Regions from separate parts of the Anser cygnoides genome. Here region 1 is linked to region 2. The links are chromatin contacts, called in public Hi-C maps. All regions are on one chromosome and are shown on one strand. The core of a region is the stretch at or near the end of the contact, and the rest is flanking DNA. Distances in the headings are between cores, read along the strand shown.

The links. Hi-C and Micro-C count contacts between places; a contact is called where the count stands out from the background.
Region 1: a Hi-C map of liver shows a contact between it and region 2, with 8 times the contacts expected there. The contact joins the promoter of PRPF40A here to the promoter of FMNL2 in region 2. A contact is called at or near these places in 2 of 7 Hi-C or Micro-C datasets (both in liver).

The regions. Positions count from the first base shown.
Region 1 is chr6:40,770,947-40,778,089 of Taihu_goose_T2T_genome, reverse strand. PRPF40A (pre-mRNA processing factor 40 homolog A) reads left to right here and starts at 4,101. Exons shown (of 26, transcript XM_066999323.1): 1 at 4,101-4,594; 2 at 5,414-5,551. The coding sequence starts at 4,229. LOC125185025 (a long non-coding RNA gene) reads right to left here and starts at 4,302. Exons shown (of 2, transcript XR_007169862.2): 1 at 4,188-4,302; 2 at 1-1,869.
Region 2 is chr6:40,621,412-40,628,046 of Taihu_goose_T2T_genome, reverse strand. FMNL2 (formin like 2) reads right to left here and starts at 3,402. Exons shown (of 27, transcript XM_066999321.1): 1 at 3,079-3,402. The coding sequence starts at 3,195.

The sequences.
Region 1 (7,143 bases), core at 2,852-5,351, 150 kb before region 2:
CTGAAGGTCTGCTCCCTTCGAATGAGGAGACAACGCACTGCAAGATAGGCGGTGCAATTCAAAAAAAGAAAGGCATATTACACGTTATGCAATTGCAGGACGCACACGCCACTTAAAGCTACGTCGTAGGGACAAAAAGAAAGCTAAACTTACCAACATCAACTCATGCTCAGGGGCTAAGTCTGATTTTATTCTAGTTCCTAAAGAAGTCACTTGCAGAATCTTTTGACAATGCTTGTTGAATTTTAACTCAATTTAGCAGCAAATAATTTTCAATCAGATACTTTTAGTAAAGAAATGAGTCTCCCTGTGCATGACAGAGTTAAGAAAATAGTGCCAGTTTTTTTAATTCCAAATAAATTATTGCTCTCCAACTTGAGGTTATGACAAAGTTAAGTTTTAAATTTAATTTTTAATCCTAATATCATCATTACAATTCCACTCGTACAGTAGCTGTACGCACAAGTGGTAGCTGCTTGCTCAGCACTGCATCTCGCCCTCATCCAAGTTCTGCACCAGCCTTTTACTCTTTCAGATCACTTAAGGTCACAAACAGATGAGCTGAAGCTGTGCCAACACTAAGCACAGCAAAGATCTCGTCCTGTATCTCTTACGGTATGCTCCTGTGCTCCTCAATACAGCATTTGTCTGTTCTGCAGCACCACAGCATGGTTAACACAAGTCCAGTTTATATTGAACAACCTCCCCCTATCCTTTTTTATTTTTATTTTTTACACTACTGCTTCAGTTGTTTTCACACCTGGAACTTCGCACACAACCTGCTGCACTGCTAAATTTGGTGTTGCAGTTCAGTGGCACAGAACACAGGTGCAAGCGACCAGCAATTTTTCTTCCTTTACCATACCTGCAGCCCTTCTCCCACTTTACTCATTATCTGTCCCACTGAGTTCACAGACTTACTATAATCCTAAGTGCACGTGAAATCATTTATTACATATGCAGTTTCACCTGTGCATTCATACCAGATTCATTTGTCTTCTCTAAAAGTATTTTGTCTAGGTTTCATGAGAGCATCTTATTTTAAAATAATAAATATTTCAGCAATAATCACAACACCATAATTATAATGGCCATATATATTAACTGTTGGGCTTTAACAATTATTCAGGCAGGTTACTCCCTAGTTTACACACACAGTAGGTAACTTATTACCACAGTAATATAGATCAACATTAGTTCCTTCCACTCCTCTGGGGAAAAAAAATAAAAATCCCTAGAAACCATCCCAAAGGCTTCCAGCTCTTCTGGCAGCCCCTAAGGACAACTCTACGACATACCCCATTGACATGTCTGGCTTCTTTTGGGGCTACTTATCAGCGGATGGCTAATCACGCTGTCAGGTGAATGTATTGTATCAGTGTAATCAGCAAACGAAGAGATCTGCCCACACGCTCCGAAGAGATGAATGCAAGAACACAGTAACAGCTGTAACATAGCTGGCTCTGTCAAACAAACTGCTCAGCTTCAGCTTCGCAAGATGTTTTTAAACGAGAGATTAGGTAAATTCTTAGTTTCTAGCAAAAAACTCCTGCCCCCATTGTCTCTTGGCTATTGTTCACATTATATGCATCCACCCCTCTTGTAACACTTGGGAACTAGATGGTAGGGTTTTTTTCATTTTATTTATCTCTAAACCATGCAGACAACACAGGTGAATGGGATGGGTAACTCCTCCGCCAAGACCCAGGAATTCACGGATGGGTTGACTCCTTCACATGATGAATACCAGATAAGGACCTTCTGCCAAGCAGCGTGCTGTCTGCAACTGGATTTGAGCCACGTAGCAGAAAGCTGCGCGTGCAGCCCGTTTACATGGAAATCTGGCCAGGAAAGTATAAATTGGGCAGTCTGCAAGAGACGAGCAGTTTCCAAAAGAACTGTTTCAGATTCACAATGAAGTTTGCCAAAACAGCAATCACTAAAGTACGTAATTTTGCATTTAGAAACAAATTCAAACGTTTAAAAAAAATCAAGTCTTGAATAATACAGTAGTACAGTAGGACATGCCAACCTGTCAGGAAAGGACACCGATCAGAAAAACCGATGAAGATACACCAATTGTTTGGTATGACAGAAATCAAGTTTTAATATCCTGTTCACAAGCTGTCCTGTTTTATCACACAGCGATTAAACATTCAAAACTTCAACAAGGTTTAAAAAAAGCATATTAAAGTAAAAGCACCTTTACAGATCAACAACTCAATCCTCCCATATTACCATTCATGCTTTTAAATTTCCTCCTTTGGTCACCATAGAAGCTAACATCAATCTGAGCAAATTCAGCACGTCTTCATAAAAGGATAACTAAGACTCAATCAAAGAGACACTGAAAATCAGAAGCAAGCTATGTGGTTCACATATCATTTGCCTGATGCGTTTGTCTCCATCTTTCAATCAGGAACCCAAAAACATGCTTAGTATCGTTAACTCTTTCATAATACACCTTAAAAAGCCAGCTCAAAGTGTCAAGATAACGCTTTCCTACAGTAATTTGGCAGAGCCACACACACGGTTTTGCTGCCCTCACACGCAGCACTGAGAACAGCATTTGGCTCCCACAGGACAACCCGCTGGGAATTTAGTACCTTACTTACATGAGAACTCTTAATTGGATGCTCTCACCTAAGCCCAGTGAAACTTGAGGTGTATTCTTTCAGCCTGGGTATAGCATATCGTATTAACAGAGATTTATAATCATAAGAGTATCCGAGGTTGGAAGGGACCTCTGAAGATCACCTAGTCCAACTCCCGTGCCAAGCAGGATCACCTGGAGCACGTTGCACAGGTGATAATCTGGGCATTTCATACAACACCTGCATGGAATCTTAATTATTAAGAGATAATTAATTGACTTGACAGGCACATTTGACGAAGAGGAAAGCCACTGGCAGAACTAGAAACATTTTCCATCAACAAATTCCAAGTTCCACCAGAATACCGCTGCAGATCTTGTTGCAGGGCCACATAGATGGTAACTCCGGATCTTTGCTGGATCCCATCTCGCACAAATCCTATCAGTTATCACTTTGAACCGAAGACTACCATTGAAAAGACTTGTTAAATGACGGGGGTGTGACAGCTGTAAGAGCACTTTCACACCTAGAAGCTACTACACTTGTGGTATCCAATGTGTCCCACCCCCCCCAAAAAAAAACAAACAAACAAAGGCACCCCAAACACCACTACATCCAAAGGGCCACATTCACAACTGATTTTAACAAACTACAGGAGTTATATGGAGCTCAACTGCATTTTAAATTACAGATACTCAAAAAGCAGTGAGTTGGTGCTACCTGTAAATGTACGTAATTAAAGAGAGGGTTTACACATACAGTGCAAGTTTTACCTAGCTATAACAACTTCATTCTTCACGCCAGCCTTGCATTATTTTAAGTATTTGTGTATGTACCACACGCAAAGAGCACACACCTCCGTGTTGTAACACTTTATTGAAACCCAAGGTTACACTTCATTTCAGTTACAGCTGTGGCAGATTTTCACGTCAGACGAACTTCCAGCTCTCCTTTTTCCCCCCTCCCCTTTCTCTCAGGGCTTCCGGCACCGGCCCTCACTGGAGGCCGCAGGCCGGGGCTCCCACAAAGCACAAAACCCCCCGGTTTCATACCGATTTGCCCCCCAAAAATGTCCCACAGCCTACACGCCCCGACCGCCCCCCCCCCCCCGCCGGGTCCCGCCGGCCCAGCGGGCGCCAACCACCTCGCGCCCAGGACGGGGGGAGCCGTGGCCACCCCGCCTCGCGCGCGCGCTCACCCCCGCTTCGGCCCGTACCAACGCGCCGTGACGCAGGGGGGGACGGACGCGCGCAAGCCTTCGGGCCGGCGCGTTCTATCTACGGCCCGGCGCACGGGGGGGATCGCCCGCCCCCTCCCTGCCCGCTCAGGCAAGCGATGCCTCAGCCGCGGCGCTGTTCCCCTCCTTCTCAAGTGCTGTGGTACCACCCAGCTCCTGGTGGCCCGCCCCGGGCCCACGTGATCACTTTCCCGGCGTCCCCCGGGCTCGGCCCCGCCGCAGCTTCCCCCGCGCCCGCTCCGCTCCCGCTCCCGGGCCCGGCCCCGCCGCTGCCCGCGCTTGGCTCGGCCCGGCCCGGCCCGACCGCAGTCCCCCCGCCGCCGAGGGGCCGCTCCCGCCTCCTCCCCGCCTCTCACCTCTCCGCCCGTTCCTCGGGGCAGCCGCTCCCGGCCGGGACATGTCGGGCGGCGACTCCGCGGCGGCGGCGGCCGCGGCCTCCCCTCAGCCACTGCCCTTCTCGCTGCCCAAGCCGCCCCCCCTCATGCAGCTGACGCCGGGGGACGCCGTCCGGCCCGTGGCCGCCGCCGCCGCCGACCAATCGCCGAAGGGCAGCCGGCTGGCGGGCCGCCCCGATTGGCCGGCGGGCAAGCCAGTCAGCCTGCTGGCGCCGCTGCTCCCGCCCCGCGGCGAGCCCGAGCCCCTGATGCCCTTCGGGCCCTCGTCGCGGCAGCCGCTGCGGGGGCGGCTCCTGGGCAGGTGCGGCGGGGGCAGCCTGCTGAGCCCCGCCATGCGGCCCGGGGCCGTCGACCGCGGCTCGCTTATGGTGAGTGCGGGGCGGGGCGGGGGGAGCGCCGGGAAGCGGGGGGGAGGTGGCTGGGGGGACGGTGGGGGGGGTGGGGAGGGTGCTGCTGCTGCTGCTGCCGCCGCCCTGAAATGGCACCCTCAGGTGGTGCTTCCGTAGTGACCTGGAGCAGTTACCTGCGGAAGTGTGGTGCGAGGCCGGGCTGCGTGCTCTGCGAGTGAGTTCGTTCACAGCACGGCTCCTAAAGGACCCCTAGAACCAGCGCTTGTGGCCACGACAGAAGGCACGTGCTGTAATGCGGGAATTTTGAACGAACGGCATCTCTCATCCGTAGACATTTTTGTCCTTGCAGCGTGACCATACCAGGAATCGCGAGAGTAACAAAGTTCAGTTGTTTAATAAGGAGACGGTGATCACATTCACTGTAAAAACTACCAGATCACATTCATTGTAAAAACTCTCTCAGACTTGGATATGAGGAGTGAAAGGAATGCGTGTAACTTTGCACAGTGAGCAAACTCGCTCATAGTTGTTGCAGAAGAGCACACAGAAGTAGTTACAGGCCCAAGTTTAGTACGCTTTGCTGTGACAAGCCGTAAGGTGGCTTAAGAAAGACTTGTGGAGGTTTCATTTGGATGTTGGTTTAGAAACTTTATTTGTTCTAATGCTCACGACTCTAGAGGACCTGGAAGATCAAATGCTTACTGTCATTACTGCTACGCAGTGTTGAGTTAGTCGATTAAATAATTTTCAGTTCAGCGTTCAGCCTCTCTTTGTTCGCAATGCTTTTGTGAGTCGTTAGCTTCACGCTCATTTTTTTCCTTTGTTGCTGCCTTTCAGATGGGACACCCAGGGATGCCACATTACCCGCCCATGGGAATGCACCCCATGGGGCAGAGGCCACCGAACATGCCGCCGGTTCCGCATGGTATGATGCCTCAGATGATGCCTCCCATGGGAGGACCACCGATGGGGCAGGTAACGCATTTTTAGTGTCTTTTTCTTTCTTCCCATAACGATGTTAGGTCATCCCCGTTTGTAGGTAAGTCTCATACGGCAGCTTGCAAGTGCTAAGGTTAATCATTCAGGGTGTCTTACGCCACCGCTCCTATCCACCTGCAGCGTGCAGAAACTCTTCTCATTATAGCAGATAATCAATACGCTTCATTTGGCCTTTAAGCATCAGTAGTTGTAGGTATGGACCTGTAATTTGAATAAAAAAGATGCTGCTGCTTTTGCATGGATTTTGGAGAAGTAAGGTTGTCATCTTAGTACACATTAGAATCGAAAAGTGTTGGTTCTTCTCAGAAGTAGAAAAGGTAGAGAACTTCGTGTTTCATTTGTTCTTGGCTATCTGCTCTGTCCAGGTAGACGAAAATTGCAGGGAAAAATATTTACAACATGAGTTTTTGCAGAATTCCTTCCAGAATCCTAGGGAGTGACGTGTAATATGCTGTTGTTGCTAGTGGAATGTGCAGTTCGAAAAATAAACTTGGCTGTTCACATTGACGGGTGTGGAGCTGGGTTGACAGGTAGAGTAGCCAGAATCATAGCTGTGCTTTTTGTTTGTTTAAAGCTGTATTTTAAATAATGAAAAATCCTTTCCTGTGTGGTTTCCAATTAAGCAGCAGTTCTCTTTCTGGACTTAAGAAGTGCTGTAGTAATGCTGCTTGTGATAGTGGTTTGCCTAAGTAGAAACTGAGGGTTATGAGCTAGACTGGCGAGGGGGTGACGTGAACGGTTAACGCCTCAAGAAGAGCCCACGAGGTCATCCTGGCCGCTCCTTGTGCTCCTTTGCAGTACCTTGGATAGAGCACGTGCTTTGTTTTTTTCCACTGATGCACTGAGCCTGAGAGGACTCTTCAGCATGGTTTTGCAGCCTGTTGATCTGCAAAATTAATGCAGTTGTAAAAGGTGAGGAGGACTTGGCTGTTGGTATGATAGCTAATGGCGTGAGTTTTTGTGTGTGCTTGTTAAAAACTTCAATAGCAATTCTATTTTATTCCTTTGCTTAACAGGCGTTTTGGTTTGTTTCCTTCTATTCCATTATTCTTACCTATGTAATGTGTGTGTAACGTTCTTACCCATTTCAGTGTCTAATATTTTAGTGAGCAATGTAGATAGAGAACTGAGGAGTTTTTGGTAGATGTAAATAGCTGAAGATAAATGGCATGGCAGAGAGGGGATTAGAGGCTCGATCATCCTGCGGCCCTGAGGCTGGGACGGGGTGGTGATACCCCCACACCAGACAGGTGGAAGTGTCAGCTCGCGTTGGCTTGTTTCCTTGGGTGATAACCACTTTCTTCCAGCAGTTATCGGAGGTTATTTGGGAAACTTTGCAGGATGAGGTGTTTTCCTAGCTTGTTTGTCTCCTTTCTGAGGTGAACCCCTGTAGGGCAGGTAACTACCTTGCATAGGTAACAGCAGTAGTGTGGCCTTCTCTCAGCATCAGTCAGAGGAAGGAAGGCCTTTTGGAAATGAGTAGGGTCGCCTTCCCAACAGATTATTTTTTTTTAACTTTGTGTCTTAGTGTCACACACGAACAGAGCAGAGCTCGGGGTTTCTGCAGG
Region 2 (6,635 bases), core at 2,153-4,652:
TGCTGCCGGAGCTGCTGCCGCTGCGAGGGGGAGCCTGGCTCCTGCCCCTGCCCCTCCCGGCTCGCCGCATCGCACGCCGGTGCCACGACGTCTACGGACACATGCGGCGCGCTCGGGCCGCGCCGGCGCTCGCGCACGCCGAGCATCGGCTTCCTATTCGATAAACTAGGGTTGGTTACTCGCATTCGGGATTTACGCGCATGTGGCCTGTGTGTCTGCAGGAGAAAGACGGGAGAAAAAAAAAACTAGGCAGCTGAAGAGGAAGATGGAGCACGGCGAGGGACTGGCTCCGGCAGGAGGTTCCTGTGGCCTCGCGGCCCAGGGGCTGTGCTGGTGCTGGCGAGCCCCAGAGCCAAGGCGAGAGCTGGGCTCCGTCCGTCCCAGCACCCAGCACCCCTCGTCGGGGAACGGGGAACTCGGCGGCAGGAGCGCAGGAATTGTGCTGCCACCTTCCTGGACTTTATGCTCTCGCACGAGCTGGGAACCGAGGGAATTATTGTACATATCCCAACAAAAGGGAAGAACTCCCGTCACTTCGATAGGATGGAAAAAACGACACAGCTGGCAGATCTCTCTCAGACGATCCTCTACACCTCTCTGTTAAGCACACACCACCAATGTCCTCCTGAAATACACAGGCAAATGACCCCTGGTCCTCCCCTGCAGAGACAAGTAAATCCTCATTGCAACAGGGAGCCCAGGGAAGCGTGTTTACTTCACCAGCCGCTAAATCCATGCCAGATAACATAGGTTCACAGGGACAACCCTCCCGTGTTACCGACTCAAGGACCGGGAGGTGTGATGCAGCCAGACCCGGCCCTGATGTCCTTCACCCTGGCGGGCCGCGTGGCACGCACCCAGCCCATCCTCAGTAACGCCCGCGGCACCGTTACAGGCGAAGGAACGTCTCAGCACCGTTAGATTTGAGAGCTTCACTGGAAAACAGTGACCCGGAGCACTTCTCCAGGCATCTCCTGCAATTTACGCGCCTCAAACCTCAAAGAGTGAGGCTAACCAAGGAGGCAATGAGATGACTGTGTGATTGAAGCGGACAAACTGCTACATCAGAGACCTTCCACAAAACGAAGGCTGCTAACAACCTAGCAAACGCCAGCTAGCACACACGTGTACCATCTCCAGGCGCCCCGCTGCTCGTCCACCCGCTGCGCAGACCACAGAGCTACTGGAGTAGATTAGGGTAGCATGTTCCAAGTGGAAAAAATAAGACAGCAGCCAATGTTACAGCACTTACAGCAAACATGACCAGCCTGCGCTCTCTTCATGGACATGCACGTGGTTCAGAGGGCGGCTGCCACGAGCGTGGCAAAGCAGGAACCTTCCCCACACGGCCCCACTGTTATGCACAGAGACGACCTGCTCAGCATGACGACCGTGTACCTGCAGGCAGCTGCACCTTCATCGGCCTCAAAAGCGGTCTTGGAAACATCATTAGCAGCAACAAAATCGCTATTGCCAGCAAAGCCCTTTGGGATCTCAGCAGTGCGCGAGGAACGGTTATGCCAGGCTAAATTCTTAAACCAGAGTGCCGAGAACGTGAGCTTCAGTCCTGGGAAGTTCAGCATCTCTTTCTTCGTACTCATCTCCTGACTAATCCCCTCTCCCTACAGAAAATAGTCCTCATCTCTGCTTTTCCCCAGACTGCCATTCCTTTCTCATTAATCTCTGCTATTTTACGGCCTGCCCAGTGCTGGGGTTTAACCAGTGCCACAGCCATCTTCCCCTCTGCGCTGCAGAGAAAACAAAATAATAACAGCCCTGGAGTTTATTCTTCCATAAACTGGTCAGATATTTCCTGGAAGCTGCAACAAATACCAGCCATCCCTCACTGGTTTCGAGAGCAGGCTAAAGGCAGTTCTCAGCTCGCTGTGCCAGCAGCGGCCCTGGAGCCCCATCTTGCAGCTCCTCCTGCCAGGCGCGGAGCAGGGATCCGACAGACCGATCCCACAGACGTGCCTGCACTGCCACCGTTCCCTCCAGCGAAGCAGCGGCCGGTCCTCTGAGCCTTAATTTCAGCGCACCTTCTGCAAACAGATGCCACCCGCTCCTCGCAAGCGCCTCAAGAAATCACGGGCTCGGCCCTGCTACCTCCCGTCTTTATGTTACGCGTTTATCTACGACGCTCTGACGCTTCTCCCTTCCACCGACCCAGCCGGCAGGTCCCGGTTTTCCTCCTGCTGGCCGTGCAGGCAGGCTAAGCCGGGCCCCCTGGGTGCGATGTGCCGGAGCAGGGCTCAGGGGCCGTACGTGGGGGCATCCCCCCGCCAGCACAACGCCCGCGGGGTTCCCCGACAGGCGCGGGGCGAGATCAGGCGTTTTCCCGTAAACCTAATAATCGCAACATCTCACTCACCATTTGGCTCATCGGCGGGGGGTTCCCAGCTGAATAGGCTTATTCTTTTCTTAGGCACGATAATCTAATTGGGTCTAACCCGAAATAAATCCTGCGCACATACCAGTGAGCGCCCACCCCGAGCAGCGGCACCGCAGGAGCCGGGGGCCGCCCGTCCCCGTCCCCGTCCCCGTGGCTGTCGCGGGAGCCACTCCGGCCGCTTTCGCGGGACGCGAGGGGACCTCGGGGTACGGCACACACACGGGTTCATGCCCCCCCCTCTGCCCAGCTCCTGGCTTTCACGCCAAAAGCGAGCGCGGTGCCGGAGCCCCCGGGCGGCGCCCACCTCCTGTGGCTGCGGGACCACCGGGACCGCCCCGCCAGGGCCGGTGCGCGGCGTCGGGAGAAGCTGCAGGAGCAGCAGGGCTCCGGCCGGGCAGCCCTTTGTGCTCCTCAGCTGGAGGGACTCAAACGCGGCCAGAAAGGAGCCGAAGCCAGAGGCAAAGTCCGCGCGGCCGGCCCGCCGCCGCCGCCCGGCCCCGGCCCGGCCCGGCACAGCCCGCAGGTGCCCGGGGGCAGGCGGCCCCAGCCCGGGGGGGCTCCGGCACAAACCCCCCCCCCCGCTCCCCGCCGAGCCCACCCGCCCCCGGCCCGGGGCAGCGCCGCGCTCCCGCCGCCCCCTCCCCGCCCCCGGCCGGCCGCCCGCAGACAATGGGGCCGGCGCTCACCAGCACGACGGCGAAGCGCTCCTCCAGCTCGCCGGGCTCGGGCATGGGCAGCTTGAGGGGCACGCTGTGCGCCCGGAGCTCCGTCTGCTGCGAGTCCACGCTCCCCGCGTTGCCCATGGCGGCGGCGGCGGCCCCTCCGCGCTGCCTCCGCGCTCCGGCGCCGCCGAGCCAGGCGGGCTCGGCGCCCCGCGGTCGCCCTCTAGCACCGACGGCGGAACGCCGCGCCGCCGCCCGGCATGGCTCGCCGCCCTCGCCCTCCCCCCGGGGCGGGCTCGCTCCGGCTCCGGCTCCGGCTGCGGCTCCGGCTCCCCCGCATGCCGCCCCGCGGTCCGCACAAAGCCCCGCTCCGCCCCCGGCCCGGGGCGCGCTGGGACTCGTAGTCCCGCCGGCCCTCCTCAGCCCCGCCGCGACCCTCGGCCCGCCCCGGCCCGCCCCGGCCGCCCCCGGCCTCCATTTTACCTCACAAGGGCGGCCCGGGCTGCCCCGCGGGGGTCGCCTCACGCAGGCAGCCCCTCGCCGTCCCCGCACGGAGACGGCGGTTTGGGGAGCCCGGCCGTGGTTTGAGGCGCCCAGCCGTGTTTTGGGGAGCCCGGCCGTGTATTGGGGAGCCCGGCCGTGGTTTGAGGCGCCCAGCCGTGTTTTGGGGAGCCCGGCCGTGGTTTGGGGTGCCCAGCTGTGGTTTGGGGCACCCGGCCGTGGTTTTGGGGCACCCAGCCACGGTTTGGGGCGCCGTGACAGGAATTGGGGTGAAGATGCCGCCCTCGTGGCTCCGAGCCTTGTTTGTTTAGAGCCACGCGAGCTGTGTAAGGGATTTTCAGGGAGTCCTCCCGGGGCGGCCTCGCTTTCCAGCCCCACAGACCGGGCTTGGGTTTCGTGAAGGCAGCAGGATGGGGTGATAAATAAATCCCAAAGTTCAAGGTGATGCCGCCTGAACAAGCCCATAAACACAACAGTGTTGCCTCAGCGTCACCCTGCAGATCGTCCTTGTCCCCCGTGCATCAAAGCCGCCCTCTCGCCAGATGTTGTTGACTGACTTTTTTTTTTACCATTTCCTGTAAACTCTCTCTGGACCAAAAAGATCACGACGGTCAAGCCCAGACCACATTAACGCTTGGAGCTGGGCTGCTCTCCGTTCACCCCGCGGCATTACAAACACTAGCCAAGTGGCGAGGTGCCTGGCGTGGGTTTGGAGGAAAACTCTGCAACTTGGCCAAGATGGCATTGACCCATTTGGTGACCCCGCTGCATTGCACTGATACCTCCATCTGAGGCCTGATTCCTTCCCTGCCGCACACCTGGCAATCCGAATCCCTGTTTTATATTAGCATTCGATTGCCCTTCCAAAGAGGAATGAATTTCACCGAGCCTCACCGTCACGAGGGCACACTCACTGACTCCTGGCCCATTCTTGCTTTGGCATCGCGGAGTAGGGGTTTGCATATGCATCGCTTTGGTGCACGGTGCTGTGCCAGCTCGCAATTATGAATAAAATTGAAAACATCATTAAAGGCTTTCAGCCATTATGTGCGAAGTTCTGCATTTCTGCTGCCAGCTAGTTCAGGAAAGTCAGTGAATCTCATGAATCAAATTACACGAGGATTCACTAGCGCTGTTACCTGGCAGGCAGCAGTAAATGTACCGGTGTGCTCTGCAAAGGGGTTTGGCCAGATCCATCAGTTTCTGCTGGGATATGGGATATTTTTGGCTTTGCCTGGTAGGAGTTGGTAACTATCCATGTGGAGATTCATCTGGGGGAAAAGAAAAGCAAGAAAATGTGCATGATTATTTAGCAACAGGAGAGCACGGCACGATTGGAAACATTCTTGTCCAACAGACAAGAATTTCTTAAAACTGCTTCGCTAACACCCTAAAATGCTTACAATATCCTTAACAAGGTAATTTTTTAAAACTGTAGACTGCCCTTTAGTTAATTAAGCTTCTCAGGGCTCCTGTGAGATAAGGGAGCATCGGAGTATCACAGACGAGGGCTGGGGGTCAGGCTGCAGGGTGACATTCGGGGACCAGGAGCTGCTGCTAGCCATGCATACCTGGGGAAGGTGAGGATAACGGCAGGTCAAACTGGATTCCTTGGCTGACGTTGAGGCAAGGAGCCATGGGCTGTCCTTCAGCCAGTTCAGCTCCAAATCATGCTATAAGGCATATGCAGTTCAAAACCAGACTTGCGAAATTTTTAATGAAACTAACCATCCGTGCGCACGGTGACTGTTTACCATAAATGCAGTATGCACAAAGGGAAGGAATTCTTTTAAGAGAACAAAATTATTTTTGAACAATTTGTTGTAGTCCGTCGCTGGGGTGCCAACATTAGCAAGCATTAAAATCAGCGCGGCAGCATTGCTGAATAAAAAGCTATTTAGCTGGCTCACGCTTAAACTAAAGAAATTATTCTGGGATAAAAATTAATTAACAAGACCTCAGTTTTGCAATTATTTATTTAAACTAGATAACCAGCTACACCATTTCTAGTTTCCAGAGTTCATCCCAGGCGTCCGAGCTGTTCATGCTGGGTGATGCCACCAGGGTGTCACTGGCTGAGCCGGGGTTAATGGCCACACCAGCTCCGCAAGGGCTCCGAGCCATAATCGCATGTGGAATTTCACTGGGGAATGAGACAAATACTTCCCAGCCTTTACCGATGCGGTCCGATAGCTCTGTCACCAAGATCTCTGTGTCAAAACAAAGCTGGAAGTTTGGGTTCAAGCCTTTCTTAAATTCCTCTGAACTACTGGACTAGGATCTTTTTATGAAGCCTCATTTTTGCCAATGCTCAGCATTTCCCGATGGATCCTGAGCTGACATTTCTGTGGAGTTCCAGACGATTTGATTTAACGCTTTTGAAGCTGGAGGGTCAGTGTCAGGCTTTAATAAATAGCTAGGTACTAGCTCAGCAATGGCAGAGGCAGTGTTCATTCATAATAAAGATGTACTGCGACCGTAAACTCCGTTGTGAGCTGAGCGGCGTACACTTAAGAAGAGATTATTGATTGCAGCACCGTAACAGCTGACCTTGCCTGGAAGGCTACAGAGGACTTCTTCTATAATAAATGGGAAAAAGAAAAAAAAAAGAAAAAAAGCTGGATTCTGAGAATAGCCTTTGCAAGGAAAATCATCTTCTGCGGTGATATCCCGATGATAGGGAATCAGGGACCTGATAGATAGTCTTTATCTTTGCGCACATCAGCTGTTAAAGAGGAGGAGGTTGCACCTGGGGTTGCCGTGTTTTACCCAGTACGACATATCTGTTAATCTACCTCAGTGCCTGTTAGCCTTGTATTTATAGAGATTTCCTCCAAGAGCCAGCAACCTGCCTTATCTAGCCCCAACAGATTGCAGAAATAAGTTGTAAAATAACGGTCGGGCCTGCTGGACTTAACAGTATTGCAGGTTATCTTTGAACGGTACATGATTTGTTTGAAAATTAATTAAATACACATCAGTAAAGCACCTGGAACCCGAAAAGTCCGCAGTCACTCTGAAGGGCCTTACTGATCGTCACGCCGACTTCTTTTCTACAGGCGCCTGTACGTCAGCACCTA